2 separate regions of the Mus musculus genome follow, and region 2 is linked to region 1. The links are chromatin contacts, called in public capture Hi-C maps. All regions are on one chromosome and are shown on one strand. Each heading gives the region's core, a stretch centred on a gene start, on an enhancer-like site or on the middle of the called end of the contact. The rest is flanking DNA. Distances are from core to core; before and after follow the strand shown.

Region 1 (5,742 bases), core at 1,328-3,827:
GAGGAAGTATGTCACTGTGGGTGTGGGCTTTGAGGCCTGCCTCCTAGCTTCTCGGAAGTTATTCTTCTTCTAGCTGCCTTTGGGACAAGAGATGGAAAGAACTCTCAGCTCCTCTGGCGCTATGTCTGCCTGCCTAGATGCTGCCATGCTTCCTGTCACAATGATAATGGACTGAACCTCTGAACCTGTAAGCCAGTCCCAATTAAATGTTGTCCTTTATAAGAGTTGCCTTGGTCATGGTGTCTGCTCACAGCAATGGAACCCTAACTAAGACACCTCCCAAGCTCTGTTGGACAAAGCATGACATCACAGCAACGGAAAGAAACTAGGGTACCAGGCTAACTGTGGGCTCATGGTTCTATCAAACAGGTTTTTTTGGTGAGTCTTGGTTGCTGACAGGGCTGAGGAGTGCCTAGGAGATGAGTAAACCACACCTTTGGCTTTATCTGTGATGGCGTTACCATAGAGGATCAGCTAAGACTAGGACTCCCTTAATGTGGCCAGCTCCTCTAGACTGAGGACCCAGGTAATGAAAGAGGAGAAAGCCCACAGTGCAGGCATCCAAGAACCTGTGTGTGTGCATGAACCTGTGTGTGTCTATGTTGTGTTTGTATTGTTTGGTGTGTCTTTGTGTGTGTATGTGTGTGTACGGTATATATGGTATGTCTGTTTATCGTGTATGTGTTTGGTATATGTATATGTGTATGGTATATGTATGTATGGTATGTGTATATGTATATGATGTATGTATAATGTGTATATGTCTATGGCATGTATAGTCTGTGTGTGCATGTACATGCACGAGTGTGTATATGTGTATGGTATGCATGTGTATGGTGTGCACATATGTGCACGTGCATGTATGTGTATGTATGGTGTGCACATATGTACATGTATGTGTGAGTGGTATATTGTTTATGCATATGCATGTTTATGGTGTGTGTGCATTGTGTGTGAGGTGTGTGTGTATGGTTTATATGCATGTGTGTGTATCATTTTTTACTGGCATGTTAATCTTCTTCTGCAGTGTTAGCTAAGTTATCAAGGTGAATAACAAAATCCATCCTATGAATCCTTATTTGGGAGCATAGCATGAACAGGACAGGGCTTTGAGCCTCTACATCCTAACAGGCAGATGGGCCTTCAGACACGGGTGCTGCCTTTCTCTTCAGCTCCCACGCCCACACCAACACCCAGTCTGATGGCTGCAACTCTGAGTCCGTCCTCTTCCTGTTGTTTCTTTTCCTGACCCTCACAAGCATCACCCTTACCACGACCTTCCAGGCCATCTCTACGAAGTGAGTGTAGTTATTTTTTTAAAATCTGACTACCCCCTCTTGCTCAGAACCCTCCAGCAGCTACGCCAAACATTTCTGCATGGCCTTCCTGACATTTTAGCTCCATCTCTTTCCTCTCTCAACCTAGCTTACCCCGAGGCTCTACACAGGCCCCTCTGATGCTGCAGTATGCCCAGCATGTCCTGACTTCATCACCCCCTCAACTCATGCTCTGAAGAACCACGGCTGCTCCCCCTTTGTGTGAATGGCTCTCTCTCTCCTTCAGGCATCAGACCTAGGATCTCTCTGTATAAATTATTACAAACTTTACACACAGACACACAGATACACACTCTCACACACACTCAACACACATGCAATCACACACAAAACACACTCACATACAAATACACACATACCCTCTCACACACATGCACATACTCACTCACACACATATACATACTCTCAGACACATGCAGATACAATGGCGTCAGCAGACCCAGAGCTGGGAGGGCGTTTGCTTCAACACTCTCTGTATTCATTATTTCTCTGATGCTGCGATGGAATGCCCCACCTAAAACCAGCTTAGGAGAGGAAGAGTTTATTGCAGCTGATGTTGCAGAAGGAATACAGTCAGTCATGGTGGGGGAGGCATGGCGGCAGACCCACAAGTCTGGCTGGGCTGCCATCAGGACTCAGACCAGGAAGTGTGGCTGAACCATAGAACCTCAAGGCTGGATCCTAACGCCCTACCTTCTCCAGGGAGGTCCCACAGCCTCCTGAAACAGCGCCACCCACTGGGGACCACATGTTCAAAAGTATGGGCTCCTGGACATTGCCTATGCTAACTGCGGCTCTTTGTGAAACCTCTTGTTCTGTGCATGGATTTCTGACCGCTCTCCCTTTTCTTATAAGGACACAGACTGGATAAGGACATTTGACTTCATTGACCCTCAGTTACCCATCTAGTGGCCCTTGTTACAAACAAAGTCACATGGGGGTTTCGGGATTGGAACTTTCTCCAGGTCATGGACGGGAGAGGGCGAGGAGACACTGGGAACCTGGAGGGGTGCATGTTAGTACGCGACGCATGCGTGCTTCCGCTGGGAACAGTGGACTCTAAGCTGTTCATTGCTCTTCCCCCTCTCTCTTGGAGAATGTTCTAGGGGAAGAAAAGGTGTTTTTGTTTTTGTTTTGTTTTGTTTTGTTTTTGCTTTACAACTCCATCCAGGCTATAGAGCATCCTCTGGGAAAGTCAAGGCAGGGATTGGAAGGAGCTGGTCACATGACATCCCCAGCCAGGGCAGAGAGAAATGAAAGCGCCCAGGACCCAGACCAGGGGGTAAAGCCACACATGCTCAGGGTGGTTCTTTCCTTCCTGATCATCTCACTTAAGAAGAAACCCTTCACCGTCATGGCCACAGGCTGACCCAATCCAGACAGTTCTTCATTTGAACTCGCTTCTGTCTGCTCCCTTTCTAGTGTGCACCGGCACAATTTAGAGATTACATCATGGCCAGGCCCCAGGAGAGTAGACAGAGCCACCTCTCACATGGAAAGGGCCTGTAGCTCTCGGGGTTGTTTAACCCTGTGACCTATCCTCCAGCCCTGTCCCCCCCACCCCACCCCCACGTAGGCCCACCCATCATTCAGCAGCGTGGGACAGATGCCGGGAGGGGAGGCGTCTCGGACGCGTTGATCCCCTGTGTTCTTTCCCTGGCACACCAGGTCTTCCGATGAATGTCTATGGAGAGGCTCGCCCCCCCCCCCCCCCCCCCCCCCCCCGCTCCCTGTCCCCAGCCTGGCCCGCAGTGCCTGCGGCTCACAAGTCATCCCTCCCAGGGCTCACTCACCGGCTTCGCATAAGATCCTTCTTAAGGTTTGCTATCTCCTTGTCTATATATTTGGAGTTCTTCGCTGTCTTGTCTGAGGCCTGCTGGGGAAGACAGGAGAGGAGAGGGGAGAGGGACATTAACACAGGTGCTCCAGGTGAAGCTGGACTAACAGAGGGCCCTGTGTCTAGCGAGAATCAATTTACGCAGAGCAAAGTTCTACTCCAGCACATGGTTTGGGAGGCTCTGGGCTGTCGCTGGTTGGCCCTGTTTTGCCTTGGACCTGTGTCAGGGTCCGGGAGTGTGGGACAGCAGGATGGCACACTTCTAAAGCTTGTGGGAAACACACTGTGAAAACCTTTCAGAAGGACCATGCATGCCCCTTAGATCCAACATCTGTGGTTAAGCATCCCGCAAGAGAATATTCCTGACAGGGATGCGGAGGCACCATAGCAAGGCCACTCAGTTGCTTGTAAAGACAAATACCTGCACATGCCACAAGGGAAGACAGACTGAACCATCCTGCTGCATCTAGACTGCAGAATAGTATACAACATGAAAAGTGACCCGCTTCCAACACAGTCTTTCCCTGCCACTCCCACCACTGCTGGATGGCACATGCCACAGTGCTTGTATGTATGTGTGTGTGTGTGTGTTCTGGGATCAAACATGGGTCCTCATGCCTGCAAGTTAAGTGTTTTCCTCAGTGAGCCATCACCCCAGCTCTGATGGGTAAACCTTTGGGGTGAGGGGGACACGCAGCAACCAAACCATGATGGTGTCCAACTTTCATGTATATTTTCAAAATTTTTACTTTATTCTTAAATTATGTGTCCATGTGTCCATCTGTGCAGGTGAGTGCGGGTACCTATGGAGACCAGAAAGAAGTGGATGTTGGGTCCCCTGGAGCTGCAGTTATCGGAGGCATTGTGAGCCGAGCCACTTGGGTGCTGGGAACGGAATCTGGGCTCACAGTCACTCATCTGACTAGCTCCATGTACTGTTTCCATGGGTGACAGAGGGAAATGTGCCGTGTATCAGGGGTCTGGGTCATCACACTAGGAAGAGAATGCATTGCTGTGTTAGAGGATTTGCAACCCCGCCATCTGCCCGACACATCTAGGGGACAAGACACAACCTGTAGCTCTGCAACTTGGTTGGCACTGCAGCAGGACCTCAGGAAACCACTCCCACTGTCCCCCGCCCCCCAATGGCACTCACAGGCCAGCAGTGATAAACATCTGGAAGACAGAGTCCTGGTTCTCGAGACATTTGATATGAACAAAATTAGAAGCTAAGGAAACATCCCAGAACTACTCTTTTTAAAGGGAGTCTTGCTTTGTGGCCCAGAAATCTCTCAAGTTCCTGACTCTCATGTGTCTGCCTTCCAGGTGCAGTCACCACCCCTGGGCTCCAAAATCACTTCTTTTAATACTATTACAGAGGTCATGTAGCAATATGCGAAAAGCCTCACAAGTTCAGTCCCGGCCCACAGGGCACTGCGTGAGATGGCAATGCAGCTGGGTAGTAGCTCCGAGGTGGAACACTGCAGAACCGGCAGCCATGCCATTGAGAACATTGAGTGTGAGATCGCAGTGGAGCTGCACGGTGATGTCACAGGGCAATGCAGTGTTCCTGAACGATAATGCTGGAGTCCACACACCTGGAGTCAGCCACTCATATGAGAATGCACTAGGGGCTGGCTCAGTGGCTCAAGGGCTTGCTGTGCAAGCTTAGGACCCGAGTTCAGATCCCACAGAACCCACGTATTAGTCAGACAGGCATGGCAGGCCGCCTATAATTTCAGCCTGGGGAAGGCTGGAGGTGAGGGATACTCAGAACAAGCAGGCTGGCAAGGTTAGCCATATTCAGTGAGCTCTGGGTTTTATTGAGAGATCCTGCCTTATTGAATAAGGTGGTTCTGGGTTTGATTGAGAGACCCTGCCTTATTGAATAAGGTGGAAGCACCATGGAGCATCTTCAGGCTTGGAGCCGCTACATGCACACACACCCGTGTGCATGTGCTCCCAATACACAAGTGACCTCACACGTGCAAACAGGTATACACACACACATGCACACCATGTGCTAAATATTTAGCACACGTACACAAAAGAATGAAAATAAGATTAAAGACCACAGTGAACGCAATGACATGGGGCACGGGGCGCTTGCTTGTGGTGACGGCCCTTGGTGTTATTGGCTTAAGTGTTTGCTGTTCTGTGTTTTTTATAGTTTTGAGAGTACAGTTCTCTTATTTGTATAAAATCCCCAGTTGCTCCAAGCCAGGCTGCTGTGTTGTTGCCAATGGCAGCCTTGGGTGGTTTCGACTGGGTCGATAGCTATCTTTGGTGATGGATTTAATGATAGGTGGGAGGCAGGCTGGACCACCTAGATTTGTATGGGCACATTCTAGTGATGGTGAGACCCAACACGGCATTTCTCAGGTGTCCCCATCATAGTGCATAGCTGCCTGCTCCCCAGCCCAGCAGTGCCACTGCCATGCAAAGAAATCAGGTAGCTTCCCCACAAGGATATCTGCCACAGCAGTGTGAGTCACCATGCCAAACCCTTGATGCCCCAGCAACCCGGCCTTTGTGGGGCAAAGCCATGGTTGGCCTGGGCAGTGAAGA
Region 2 (5,742 bases), core at 1,131-3,630, 570 kb after region 1:
CTTGCCAGTGGGTCTTTATGACACCACAGGACTGAGGAAGTTTTATGTTGTTAAGCCACTGTGATCTGGCTGTTATCCGTTACTATAGCAACACCTGTCTTGATTGAGAGTGGGCCTTTCCTTCTGCTTCAGCCTAGCTGCCGCTTTCTGTGTGTCAGCCTAAGCCTTCAACACTTCATCTCCTCTCACGCTCCCCACCAGCTCCCAACTGAAATCCTATTAGTGTCATCACTTACAGACGAGAAAACCGGGCCTCCTGGGTGTTCAGTAAATTGACCAACTTTATGCAGTGACTAAGTAATAGGCACAGTCAAGAGCCAAACTCAGACCATGTAGAATCACCACTGGTGAGAGCCAGAACTGGCTCCCATCAGCACCAGAGCTGACCGTGAGCTTCTCAGCCCAAGCTCATGCTCAATGAATTCATACAGAGAATTTAAGCCGACCGTGGTTATGCAAAGATACAATTCAACACTAATCTCTTTCTGTTGTTCAGCCCGTTTATCACAGTGCTACTCATCAGACCCTGATGATTCTGAATGGTCAAGCTGAGTCCTGATCATCCCAGCGTGTACCCCTTCTAACTTCGTGGCCTCCTTTTCTAACCCACTGAGTCCAATAAGCACTGCTTACATATGCACAGGTAAAGAGCCATGCACACCCTGAGTACAGACAGCTGTACTGGCTGGTTTTGTGTGTCAACTTGACACAGGCTGGAGTTATCACAGAGAAAGGAGGTTCAGTTGAGGAAATGCCTCCATGAGATCCAACTGTAAGGCATTTTCTCAATTAGTGATCAAGGGGGAAAGGCCTCTTGTGGGTGGGACCATCTCTGGGCTGGTAGTCTTGGGTTCTATAAGAGAGCAGGCTGAGCAAGCCAGGGGAGGCAAGCCAGTAAAGAACATCCCTCCATGTCCTCTGCATCAGCTCCTGCTTCCTTACCTGCTTGAGTTCCAGTCCTGCATCTTTTGGTGATCAACAGCAGTATGAAAGTGTAAGCCAAATAAACCCTTTCCTCCCCAACTTGCTTCTTGGTCATGATGTTTGTGCAGGAATAGAAACCCTGACTAAGACAGACAGCTTACCAGGGACCACATCCCAGATGACCTCTCCTGCTCCCAGCATGCAGCTGCTCTTCATTTTGTCGATGGACATAGCCCCAAACCAGCTTCTAAGTATTCACTTCTATACCAATAGATTCATGCAGCTCACAACCCCATCAGAGAGATGTCTTTTTATGATGGACACATGTCAGAGCATGATCTAAGAATGGAGCTGTCTGCAGAGGTATCTGAGACCTCTTGAGGAAACTCCACGTAAACAAGACAAGAGTCTTGTAACCTTTGTCCCTCCATAACATGGCTGTTCTTGGAATGTGCCTCCCTGCCCCTACCAGGGGTAGCAGACAGGAGTGACTTCACTTTAGATTATTCATTACAGCTGGCTATTGTTATCTGTTTACCAGAGTCTGTGAGACAAACATGTTTTTCCTATGTGCAGTTTGCCCTTGTGATTGGACATTTTCTTGGATGACTCTTTTTTAACCCTCAGAGTATACATTGTCTGATGCTCTGAACAAAGTTAGTTATTGTATGAGACTTTATAGATCTACCTCATTTTGAGGCCCCGTTCTCCCAGGTTCCTGCTGCCAACTAGAGCAAACAGATGGGGTTAATAACAGACACTCCCAGCTGTTCAGAGAGGAGAGAACAAGCCAGGGTAGCCAGCTCTACCACACTCAGGACATTTCTATCATACACCTTCCCCCATAGGACTCGGAGTCACAGGAGTGGGGGAACGGAGATCATAAGAGTTAGAGGTTGCAAGGAACTGCTGGAAAATGGCATTTTTGTGACAAGACAGAGCTGTTGCACACATGAAGTCTCAGCAGCTGTGGCTGGATAACTAAGCCACTCTGCCAAGAGACCAGCACTAACAAAGAAATAGCAGGGTTGTTGATGGAATCATAACAGAGATACTGGGTCCCTGTTGGTTTTTTGAGAGAACGCTGTACATGACTGTCTAAAAGAAAACATTGCAAAGTAAGAGGAAGAAAAACACAATGGGTGCTGCAGCAAGGGGATTTCCAGTAAGAAGTCTTTAATCTCTGCAGCAAACATTTTGCTACATCTGCATAATACAGGGGCCACAAGAACATCCCCAAGACAGCTGAATTCAGGGCAGAATATTAAGTTGACAAGATTGGCTCTGAAGATAAAACAAGCAAGGGATGGGGGAGGATTGCCTACCAAACCTGGCCCACATATCCCTGTGATTCCCCTGCAGCAGATGATGTCCAGCCCCATCCATCACCCTGACTTAGGCTCCCATGGTTCAGTTTCCCCTGGTGCCTTTGAAACCTTAAACCACAGGGAAGATTTGCTGTGTCACCTATCCAGACCACTGGACTCATGAGGGGCGAATTTGTAAATAATACACCACACCCACTGTGGTGTTTTGAATATTCTTGGCTCAGGGGGTGGCACTATTAGGTGGTGGTGTCACTATGGGGGTGGGCTTTGAGATCCTCCTCCTAGCTGCCTGAGGACAGTCTGCTCCTGGTTTCCTTTGGATGAAGACGTAAAACTCTCAGCTCCTCCAGTGCCATGCCTGCCTGGATGCTGCTGTGGTTCCTGTCGTGATGATAATGGACTGAACCTCTGAAACTGTACGCCAGCCCCAATTAAATGTTCTTTGTAAGAGTTACCATGGTGATGGTGTCTCTTCACAACAATGGAAACCTTAGCTAGCACAGAATTTGGTACCGGGGACTGGGGTGTTACTGTGAAAGGCCTGACCATGCTTTTCTTTGAAGGAATGTGGATTTGGGGACTTTGGAAAGCAGAAGACTGCTTTAAGTGGGCCTTAATGGGCCATACTATTAGAAGCACAGAAGACAGTGTTCCTGAGTGTGTTTCGAGCTGTAGGGACCTAGTTCAAGAGGTTTCAGAGAAGATGACTTTTAGTATGTGGCCTAGAGAGTTTTTTAATGAAACTTTGGTGAAGAATGTGGCTGCCTTTTGCCATCGTCCCGACGAGTCCGCCCGAGACTAAGGTAAAGAGTTTTAGATTAATTGCTTTGACAAAGGAAGTCTCAAAACAGCCTGGTATAATTTCTTGCGTGTGGTTACTAAAGTACACTCTTCTGAAGAACATTTTAATGAAGCAGCAAGCATAGAAAGGAAAAATACAGAATGTATGGTTCAAAGAATAAAGGGCACCAGGAAGTAGAATGAAGCTAAATCTGTGCTCAAGGGTATTAAATGGAACTAAGGGACTGGTGACCTTGGGACAAGATCCCACCTAGCTAAATGTATGCTTCTGTAGTTGAAGAAGGAGTAGTTCTATCTAACCATTTTTATGACAGGTTATTGTTCTCATTTGGATTTTTAATCTGGAATAAAGTACAATCCAAAAACGGAGGACACACCTGTGATCCAGATCTTGAGCCTGGAAGGCACAGTCTTTTGATCCAGATCTCAAGGAATCATGGCCACGAGAAGCTTAAGCCCTGGCTGGGAGGTGCACACCTTTAATCCCCAGAGACAGAGGCAAGCAGAGCTCTGAGTCCAAGACCAGCCTGGGATGGGGCAAGTTCCAAGTAGAGAAAAACTTAGGTCCAGGCATGGTGATTTAACTCTTTTAATCGCAGAACTCAGGAGACAGGCAATGTGATCTCTCACGTTCAAGGTAAGTCTACAGAGCAAGTATCAGGACAGCCAATCTTAGATAGTGAAGGAGTTGGAAAACAGAAAGCTGGTGATAATATAGTAAAACAAGGGGGCCATGTTCCAGCCCCAGCAAACAGCAACACTTGCCAGCCTTGGCCATGTGGCTCTACCTTTAGAATAGAAGCGATTACAATTGATGCTGGTTAGCTGGAGCTAAGAAATTAGCAGTGATTAAGAAGAGACCAAGCATCACTGAGGTGAAACCTCCTGGGAAGTGAGTTCTGAAGCCATAAAGAAGCTGTGTTCCAGAGTCAACCAAAGTTGTACTTCATGCTAGTAGCTGGACTCAGTAGTGTGTAAGAGTCACCCAGGTGGTACTGGTTTGAAAATATGAGGTCATGAAGAACAACTGAGACCTGGTACTGTGAGAGGCCAGGGAAGGCCATTAGTCAAAGTACAGCATTAGTTGTAGTTGATGGCCCAGGGCTGAAGGAGTCATGAAGAAGTTGAGGCTTGGCACCATAGAGGGAGCTATGAGAGGCTCTTGGCGAAGCCTAGTTGCAGCAGAAGACCCCAGTGTATTGGAGATATCAGTACCATGGAATGATCTCCAAGCACAGCAACAGCAGTGGAATGGAGTCAACCAGAGTGCTACAGAGGGCAGATCTAGAGAAGTGACCTAAGCCCTTTTGAGAAGCCCAGAAGATTGGGTGTGAAACTAGAAGTTGTAGAGTCGAAGTTACCTTGGATACCCCAAAGTGTTAGAGATGCCAGAGCCTTGGGACACCTGCTGAGAAAAGCTGTTAACAGGGAGAAAGAGTAAGACGTTTGTTGCTGTCAACAAAGATGAAGGAGTTGGAGATCTGAAGACTGCTTTGACATCAGATATGGAGATGCTGAGGTTGGAGTTTGCCCAGCTGGCTTTTGGTCTTGCTTTGGTCTAATATTTCCTCACCATGACGCTTTGGAATGGTAATGCATATCCTGCATGATGTTGGAGGTATGTGATGTGCTTTTTGATTTTGATTTTATAGGGGATTACAGTCTAGAGATTGCATGAATCTCAGAAGAGACTTTGGAACTTTGGACTTTTAACATTGTTGAGACTTAGACTATGGGACTTTTGAAGTTGGACTAATATATTTTGCATTATGCTATGCCTAGGTATGGCCCCCAAAGACTCAGGTGTTTCAACAAGCCTATGGAGCCAGGGATTAGAATGTGGTGGTTTGGATATACTTTGCTCAGGTAGTGGCACTATTAGGTGGTGGTGTCACTGTGGGGGTGGGCTTTGAGACCCTCCTCCTAGCTGCCTGAGGACAGTCTACTCCTGGCTTCCTTTGGATGAAGATGTAGAACTCTCAGCTCCTCCAGTGCCATGCCTGCCTGGATGCTGCTGTGGTTCCTGTCGTGATGATAATGGACTGAACCTCTGAACCTGTAAGCCAGCACCAATTAAATGTTGTCCTTTATAAGAGCTGCCTTGGTCATGGTGTCTGTTCACAGCAATGGAAACCCTAACTTAGATGCACAGGCAGTCACCTTGGGCAGGTGACTTTGGCTTTCTAAACCTAGTTTGGTCTTCTGTCAAGTGGAGTATACATAGTATCTAACTCATGGGTTGTAGATCCAGGAACACACTAAAAGCCCCCTGTGTGGTAATTCAACCATTTGTTACCAGAAGGAATGAGAATTATGGATTCAAACAGGGCCCAGAACATTCTAAGAGCTTTGTTTAAACCATAGTCTCTGAGGTCAGCCACCTTAGCCTACCTGCCATGTTTCAGGTCAGAGAGAGGCGTTGCCTAAAAACAGGAACAACTGTGGCGAAGTGTGCCTAAAAGAATACCGGGGATTGCCCTCTGACCTCTGCATGCATGTGCACACATATATGCATGCACTTTCATTTATGAACAAAGGCATATGCCCATGCTTATACGCGCACACACAAAACTCAATCAACCAACAAAATGGCACCTTTAATCTTTACAGCAAGCTGGTGGGTACTATTGTTTTCCTTTTCAAGATGAGGACAGGACAAGAGGAGAGTTCTTTGCCCAAAGTCATTAGC

The links. Capture Hi-C pulls out chosen DNA fragments and counts their contacts.
Region 2: a contact with region 1 is called in a capture Hi-C map of embryonic stem cells, with 4 times the contacts expected there. The contact joins two enhancer-like sites. A contact is called at or near these places in 3 of 115 datasets of contacts at active chromatin or transcription factors (embryonic basal ganglia and embryonic stem cells) and 1 of 9 other capture datasets (embryonic stem cells).

What each region holds. Positions count from the first base shown.
Region 1 is chr5:116,222,139-116,227,880 of GRCm38.p6, forward strand. Ccdc60 (coiled-coil domain containing 60) reads right to left here. Exons shown (of 14, transcript NM_177759.3): 2 at 3,131-3,213. Among named protein-coding and RNA genes, the nearest start is that of Gm36502, 7.1 kb to the right of the region's middle. Within about 2 kb of position 2,578, at least 3 of the 459 cell types and tissues checked have an H3K27ac peak or open chromatin away from gene starts, as enhancers often do. A contact at or near this core is called in embryonic stem cells, where this site is marked.
Region 2 is chr5:116,795,256-116,800,997 of GRCm38.p6, forward strand. No RefSeq gene overlaps it. Among named protein-coding and RNA genes, the nearest start is that of Gm29843, 4.6 kb to the right of the region's middle. Within about 2 kb of position 2,381, at least 6 of the 459 cell types and tissues checked have an H3K27ac peak or open chromatin away from gene starts, as enhancers often do. A contact at or near this core is called in embryonic stem cells, where this site is marked.